2 separate regions of the Gossypium hirsutum genome follow, and region 2 is linked to region 1. The links are chromatin contacts, called in public Hi-C maps. All regions are on one chromosome and are shown on one strand. Each heading gives the region's core, a stretch centred on a gene start, on an enhancer-like site or on the middle of the called end of the contact. The rest is flanking DNA. Distances are from core to core; before and after follow the strand shown.

The links. A called contact is a pair of places that touch in the nucleus more often than the background predicts.
Region 2: a contact with region 1 is called in a Hi-C map of leaf, with 1.7 times the contacts expected there. The contact joins the promoter of LOC107910159 here to the promoter of LOC107933377 in region 1. A contact is called at or near these places in 3 of 34 Hi-C or Micro-C datasets (all in leaf).

The regions. Positions count from the first base shown.
Region 1 is chrD02:39,397,615-39,400,744 of Gossypium_hirsutum_v2.1, forward strand. LOC107933377 (serine/threonine/tyrosine-protein kinase HT1) reads right to left here and starts at 1,716. Exons shown (of 4, transcript XM_016865578.2): 1 at 1,184-1,716.
Region 2 is chrD02:39,724,383-39,727,512 of Gossypium_hirsutum_v2.1, forward strand. It overlaps LOC107910159 (polygalacturonase 1 beta-like protein 3), which reads right to left and starts at 1,546. Exons shown (of 2, transcript XM_016837931.2): 1 at 1,265-1,546; 2 at 1-1,142. The coding sequence starts at 1,411.

The sequences.
Region 1 (3,130 bases), core at 466-2,965:
ATGTTGTTTTATGCTTTCCTTCTTGGATGTAACTATTTTATCTTTTTTAAATTTTACTCTCTAATTTATTCAAGATTATTTGTACTGTTGTTATAAAAAACTATTTTTTAAAATTTATAAATAAATTTTATTAAGGACTTGCTTAATTTTTGGATATGCGGTTTTTAATTATTTTATTTAAAATTACGAAAAAATAAAAATACCGATCAATATAACCCCATACAGAATGAATCCAATATATACGGTAATTACACAATATTCCATTTACCTGTCAATGATTACTATATTGAATCCAATTTTATTGTGATCTATAGAAGAAGTTTAATTTACTCTTAACCATCATATCTGAGTGGATGATTCTTTTGGTAAATTAGTTTAATTTGTGTTTTGGTAATTTAACTTTAATTTTAACAGTTTCAAGCAAATATTTTAGGTCAAATTTCACATTTAGTCCCTAGACTTTTTCTTTTTAAGCATTTTAATTCTTTTTTTTCTTTTTCCGTTATTTATTTTCTTCTCTCTTTTTCCCTCTTATCCCTTTCATAACCCTAACCATTACTTGTATTTGAATATTGATTTTAAAACAATTATCAAAATTTAATTGATTAATAACAAATAAGGACTTAAACAATGAAGCAGCTTCTGGTTGTTAAAAGTCCAATAAGTGAAGAAACAAAGATGTAAATTTTCTGGAATTTTGTTTACCTCCGCAACATCAAAATAAAAGAACACTCATTCTGAAGGGTGCCAGAGCCCGGAACGACGCAGATCTACCAACACTAGTCCTCGGCGGCTGAACTGAGCCAAACCAGGCGGAAGCCGAGAGCGAGTGCGTCCTAGGGAGCAAGCCAAGGAACAGCGATCTCCTCGGCTCGCGGGGGCTAAGACAGAGTTGAGGGTGCAGCCGAGGAAAGACTTGTGAGTTTTTTAATGACTAAAAAATAAAGGAGAAAATGTAGAAATACGGGAGTGATAGACCAAGAAGCGATTAGAGAAGCTCACCAATTAAAACGCTAAACTTTGAGAAGGGGAAAAAGAGAAATGAATGCTAGGTGGAAGAAACGGAAGTTCATGGCCTAAATGGGGACCTCATTTCTTGATTTTGCGTTGGATTCTACCATCATTTCAGTTAAATATCCAATTCATTTTGCATTAAAATGAAAGCCAAAGAAGGTTCACATACCTCGTGGTGATTCCTTTTTAATTGCAGAGTAGAATCTTCTCAGTTGTTGCAGAGCTTGAGGCGTGTAGTAATTAATGGTAGATCCTCTTCCCAATGAATAATATTCCGATGCACCGAGCATCTTTGGAAGATTGTCTTACCGAAAGGTCGCTAAAGAACTATATTTGCATCAAAGATTTGATTTGATTATGACTTGAATGAAAGACAGGCATATCAGCTTAAAAAGAGAGAAGAGTGAAAAAAGGTAGAAGAGAAGGAAAATAACTAATTAAAATGCTTAAAAAGAGAGCGAGCGAGAGATTATACGTGCAATTTCATTTAAAATGATGGTTTATTAGCTTGGTATTACACTGATAACGGTTTAGTGATGATAAAAACATAATTTTAGATTAATTAGGATATTCATATTCCAACCACAAACTTAATATCAGGATTAATTCATCACAATTTTTCATTTTGTACTTATTAAAATATACTTCTACGTATATTTGTAAGCTATTCACCTAAATGATACAAAAAAGAAAGATAATGTTATTTTATTAATCAACGGTTGAAGAGTCGGCAAACATTGATAACGTGCGAAGATCCACTTCTGAGGAGACAATCTGGGTCTTTCTGATTATGACTTTCAGTCTTCTGCCCATTCTCTTTTCATATTTACCCCTCTCTCTCTCTTTATTTTCTCACCCCGCCATTTTCTCTTCTTTTTTCCCTTTTTGCCCCTCTCTCCGTCGGCCTACTTTGTTCTTTTCAATTGCTTTCACTGCCCCTACATTTCAATTCCAAACTTCTCTTGTCAATTTTGCATTATTGTTTTGTGTAAACCTTTAGAGCAAAAATAGATCACTTTAAATATATAAGATTTTATATAATATGAATATTATTATATTATAAAATATAATATTTTAAACATTTACAAAAAGTTATATTGGATATAATTAGAGGTCATCATGGCTCCGATCGGGTCTAAATAAAATTTTAGGCTCGGGCTCGGACTGGAAAATGGGTTTAAATTTTTATTTAATTTCAATCATGATAAAAATGCTAAAACTCAAGTTCGGTCCGACTCAACCAGCCCATATTAAAACTTTTTTTATATTATTATTTTTATATAAAAACAAATTAAAAATATAATGCATCAAATCACTAAAAACATTAAAATAAATTGTTCCCAACAAATTAAAAATAAATTTAAAAAATTATTGACAATTAAATAACACTAAGATAGGTACAACTTAGCAAGCAAATATCTCTAAAATGGTAACAAAATTAACAATAAAACAAGAATTATACAATATTTAAACAATAATAATAAAATATTAACAATAAAATTACGAAACGACACCAAAACAGTGATAAAACAACGAAAACAATAGTAAAAAGCAACAAGATTTTTTCTTTTTTGCAAATTCGATTTGGGCCGAGCCCAAAAAACATACCCGATGCTCAATCCGTTTGAAAAACATGCCTCATTTTTTATTCAAAATCATTTTTTGAATCTATATTTTTACTCAAACCCTTTTATATTTTGAGTGAAACTATGATCAGGTCCAGATATAATGTAAATTAGAGGTGCTCATGGGCCGGGCCCATAAAAAATTTCGGCCCGGCTCGAAATATGGGCCTAAAATTTTTCCCAGGCCTGGCCCGAGAAAAAATCATAAGCCCAGGCCTGGCCCATTTTTTAATAAATACCAAAAATTTATTTTAAAAATTAAAAAAAGTATTTTAAAAATATTTTAAAATTAAAAAATAATAATAAAAAAGTATTTTAAAAATATTTTAAAATTAAAAATTTTAAAAAATAAATATATGTATTATATCGGGCCGGGTCAAGCCGGGCCCGGGCCAAAAAAGTGGTGCCCGAGGCCAGGCCCGTTTTCTAAACGGGCATCGTTTTTTTCCCAAGCCTATATTTCGGGCCTATATTTTTACTCAAACCCTCCC
Region 2 (3,130 bases), core at 296-2,795, 330 kb after region 1:
TTCACTGAAGTTTCTTTAGAGCTTGAGTTTGTGTATCCAGCAAACGTGACGCCCTTTTTGGCATAATCCAGGAATGAACGGGCCAAATCATACATTTTGAACCCTATTGTGGTGGAACCAGTGGATCCTTTACCATATTCTTTGAATGTAGAGTTCCCAACATTAAATGTTTTCCCATAATTTACAAAATTAACTTTTCCGGAATTTGCATCCCTTGCGTAAGACTGAAAAGAATCAGCTCCAACATTGGCTGAATCTCGGTAGCTAGTAAAGCTGTCAATCCCCAAATTAGAAGCTAAACCATAGATTTTAAAGTTATTACGGGGATTGTTACCTGAGTCGCCATAGGCTTTAAACGAGTCGTTTGCTGAGTTCCCTAACACCCCATACCCTGCAAAACTCGACCCGATCGTGTTAGCATTAGAACTATAGCTTGTGAACTCAGCTGGAACTGCCTTGCCCTTCTTCCCATAATTGGTGAATGCCTCGGACCCTGAGTTTGTCTCAGAGCTGTAGCTTGAGAAAGAGAGTTTATGCTTGTTACCATCGGAGTCGTAGCTGGTGAACCGGAGGTTTGGCACGTTAACTCGTTCCTGATAGTTGTTGAACCCACCAGAGCCGCCCGTGGTGCTGGAGCCATAGTTGGTGAAGTTATCAATAGCGACGTTGGCATCTTTGGCATAGCTTGTGAAGTCTTCACTATGGGCATTGGATCCCCTGCTGTATTTCTTAAAAGACTCATTGGGAGTATTTAACCCATCGGAGTAGTTCTTGAAGGAGTCGATCCCTCCGCGTCTTAACGAGCCATAACCTTTAAAGTTTTTACTGGAATACACTGCGAAGTTTGCATCCCCTTTACCCTTGACAACTGCGTCTAGTTTCGAGGAGTCCTCCTGGAATGAGCAGAAAAGATTGGCTAAGGAACAAAAAGATTCAATGTGGGAAGACAGAGAGTTATGATTGGCGAGTTGAGTGAGCTTGGCCAAGTCGATGGCGTTTAGTGGGGAAGCTTTGGAGATAAGAAATGGTGGCTTGGGAAGATTGTTGGAAATGTGATTGTTCCAGTAACGAATCAACGAGGCTTTGGCTGTAAATGGGTTCTCCTTACCCTCGCTTCTGCCTGTACCAAATACTAGCACCACCTGGAAATAGAAATAGAAATAAATAAATTAAAGCAACAAAGTCTAGAATGTATGTATATGAAATGAAAATGTAGAAAAGACAATATAGAGCAAAAACAAGACTAGGGAATTTAGTTTCTTACACTGAAATATGAGAGAGATAATAAGTACAAGAAAAAAAGGGAGGTTTTCATGTTGTTTTGTTGTCTACTCGCAGCTAGTTGGGGAAGAGAGAGTGGCATGTTTGGGGGAATATATAAGAAGAATTGGGGCCTTCTTTTCTCTCCCATACAATCTTTTTGTTTAAGCTTCGTTTCCTTTTTTGAATGTTGTTTATTTTCGGTGCTATCAGGCCAACAAAACTTTTTTGTGGGCAAGTTATTGCCGGTAAACCCACACACTTGAGAGGTTTTACTTTAGAAAAATAAAGTTGGTCCAATTCGAAATGACAAGATATAAATGAAATTTAAAAGCGTGTATTGCGTGTTAGGTTTAGCAATCATTTATGTTGATTTAGCAAGAATAGTGATGTAGATATGTAAATTAAATGTTTGTTTTCCCGAGATTTACCTACAATATATACTTGCATTCCTCAACCTCAACTTTAATGTGTTTGATATACCCTTTAATTACATAAAATTTTGTTTTTGAGTTTTGAGATTTTAGACTTTATTTAGATAAAATTATTTTTGAATTTAGACTTTTTAATTTTAATTAGATAAAATTATTTCATTTTAGGTTTCTTAGACACCATTTGACAATTTAATTTTTTTTCAATTAATATATTTATCTAAAATTTAATTTATAAAATCTATAATTATAAATATTTATTAAAATTCTATAATTATAAATATTTATTAAAAATCTAATTAAACCTTAATTTAATCACTTTCAGTTTTCATTCAACATAATCAAATGTTAAATTATTTATATTTTATAACTTTTAATGTGTAATGACAACAAAAAAAGCACCCGACTTGAAAATGTTAATAATGATGACCAAAATTTTAGAGATTTTAACAACAATAATAATAGAAAAAAAGAACATAGTACATAATAAGTAAAAAAGAGATAAAACTCTTGAATTTTTGAAAGTTTTAACAACAATTCATGAGAGAGTGACAGTGAAATTAGATTTAGGTTTTATTTTTTATTTAATTATAATATATGTAAAAGTATAATAAAAGCTATATTTAGAATTTAGAAGCAATGAGTTTTGTTTTTGGTTTTAAATGATTTATATATTGGACCTATATGTATAAAAAATATTGGTTGCTTTTTTTTTAATTTTTAAACTGTCTTGTTTTGTTTTGTTTTACTTTTTTGTATCTAATAAAATAAATCGAAACTGATCTAAATTAATGTAGTTTAATAATATTATCTAAACGAAATTAAACTGAACCATAAAAAAAATAGAACTAAATTATCTATTCAACTCGATTTTTCGATTTGATGAATTTTTTTCTCAGCGATAGCAATTTCTACCTTTTTATATTGGGTAGTTGTTAAATATAATGTTGGATAGTTTAATTTTTTTAACTTAATTGTTGTTAAATGAATGCTTATGTTACCATCCTTATTTATTTGTCTTCATTAATATTTATAGAATTTTTCTTTTAATCTTTATGATTTCTTATTACTTTTTTTTTGTTTTTTAATCAATATTAATCAAAATTCAAGTGACAGGAAGTAATATAAATCTGAGCATATTATAAATATTAGTTGAAGTTTATGGGATCTTAGAATAATTATTTTAAATATGAATTATTATTTTTAATTAGTAACGAAATAAAATTTTAGTTCGAACTTCATTCCATCATAAATTATCGGCTTTGGAATCAAATATAAAAACCAATGATTAAGTAGACAAATTAAATTGAGTGAATTTAATATTTAACTTAAATTAAAAAAATTCTAATCGAACATTTATGAAATTTATATATCCTGGTGCAGCTTACATGGAAGAGCATCCGAGGTTGAGATAAATTTATTGTTTATAATATTTTAAA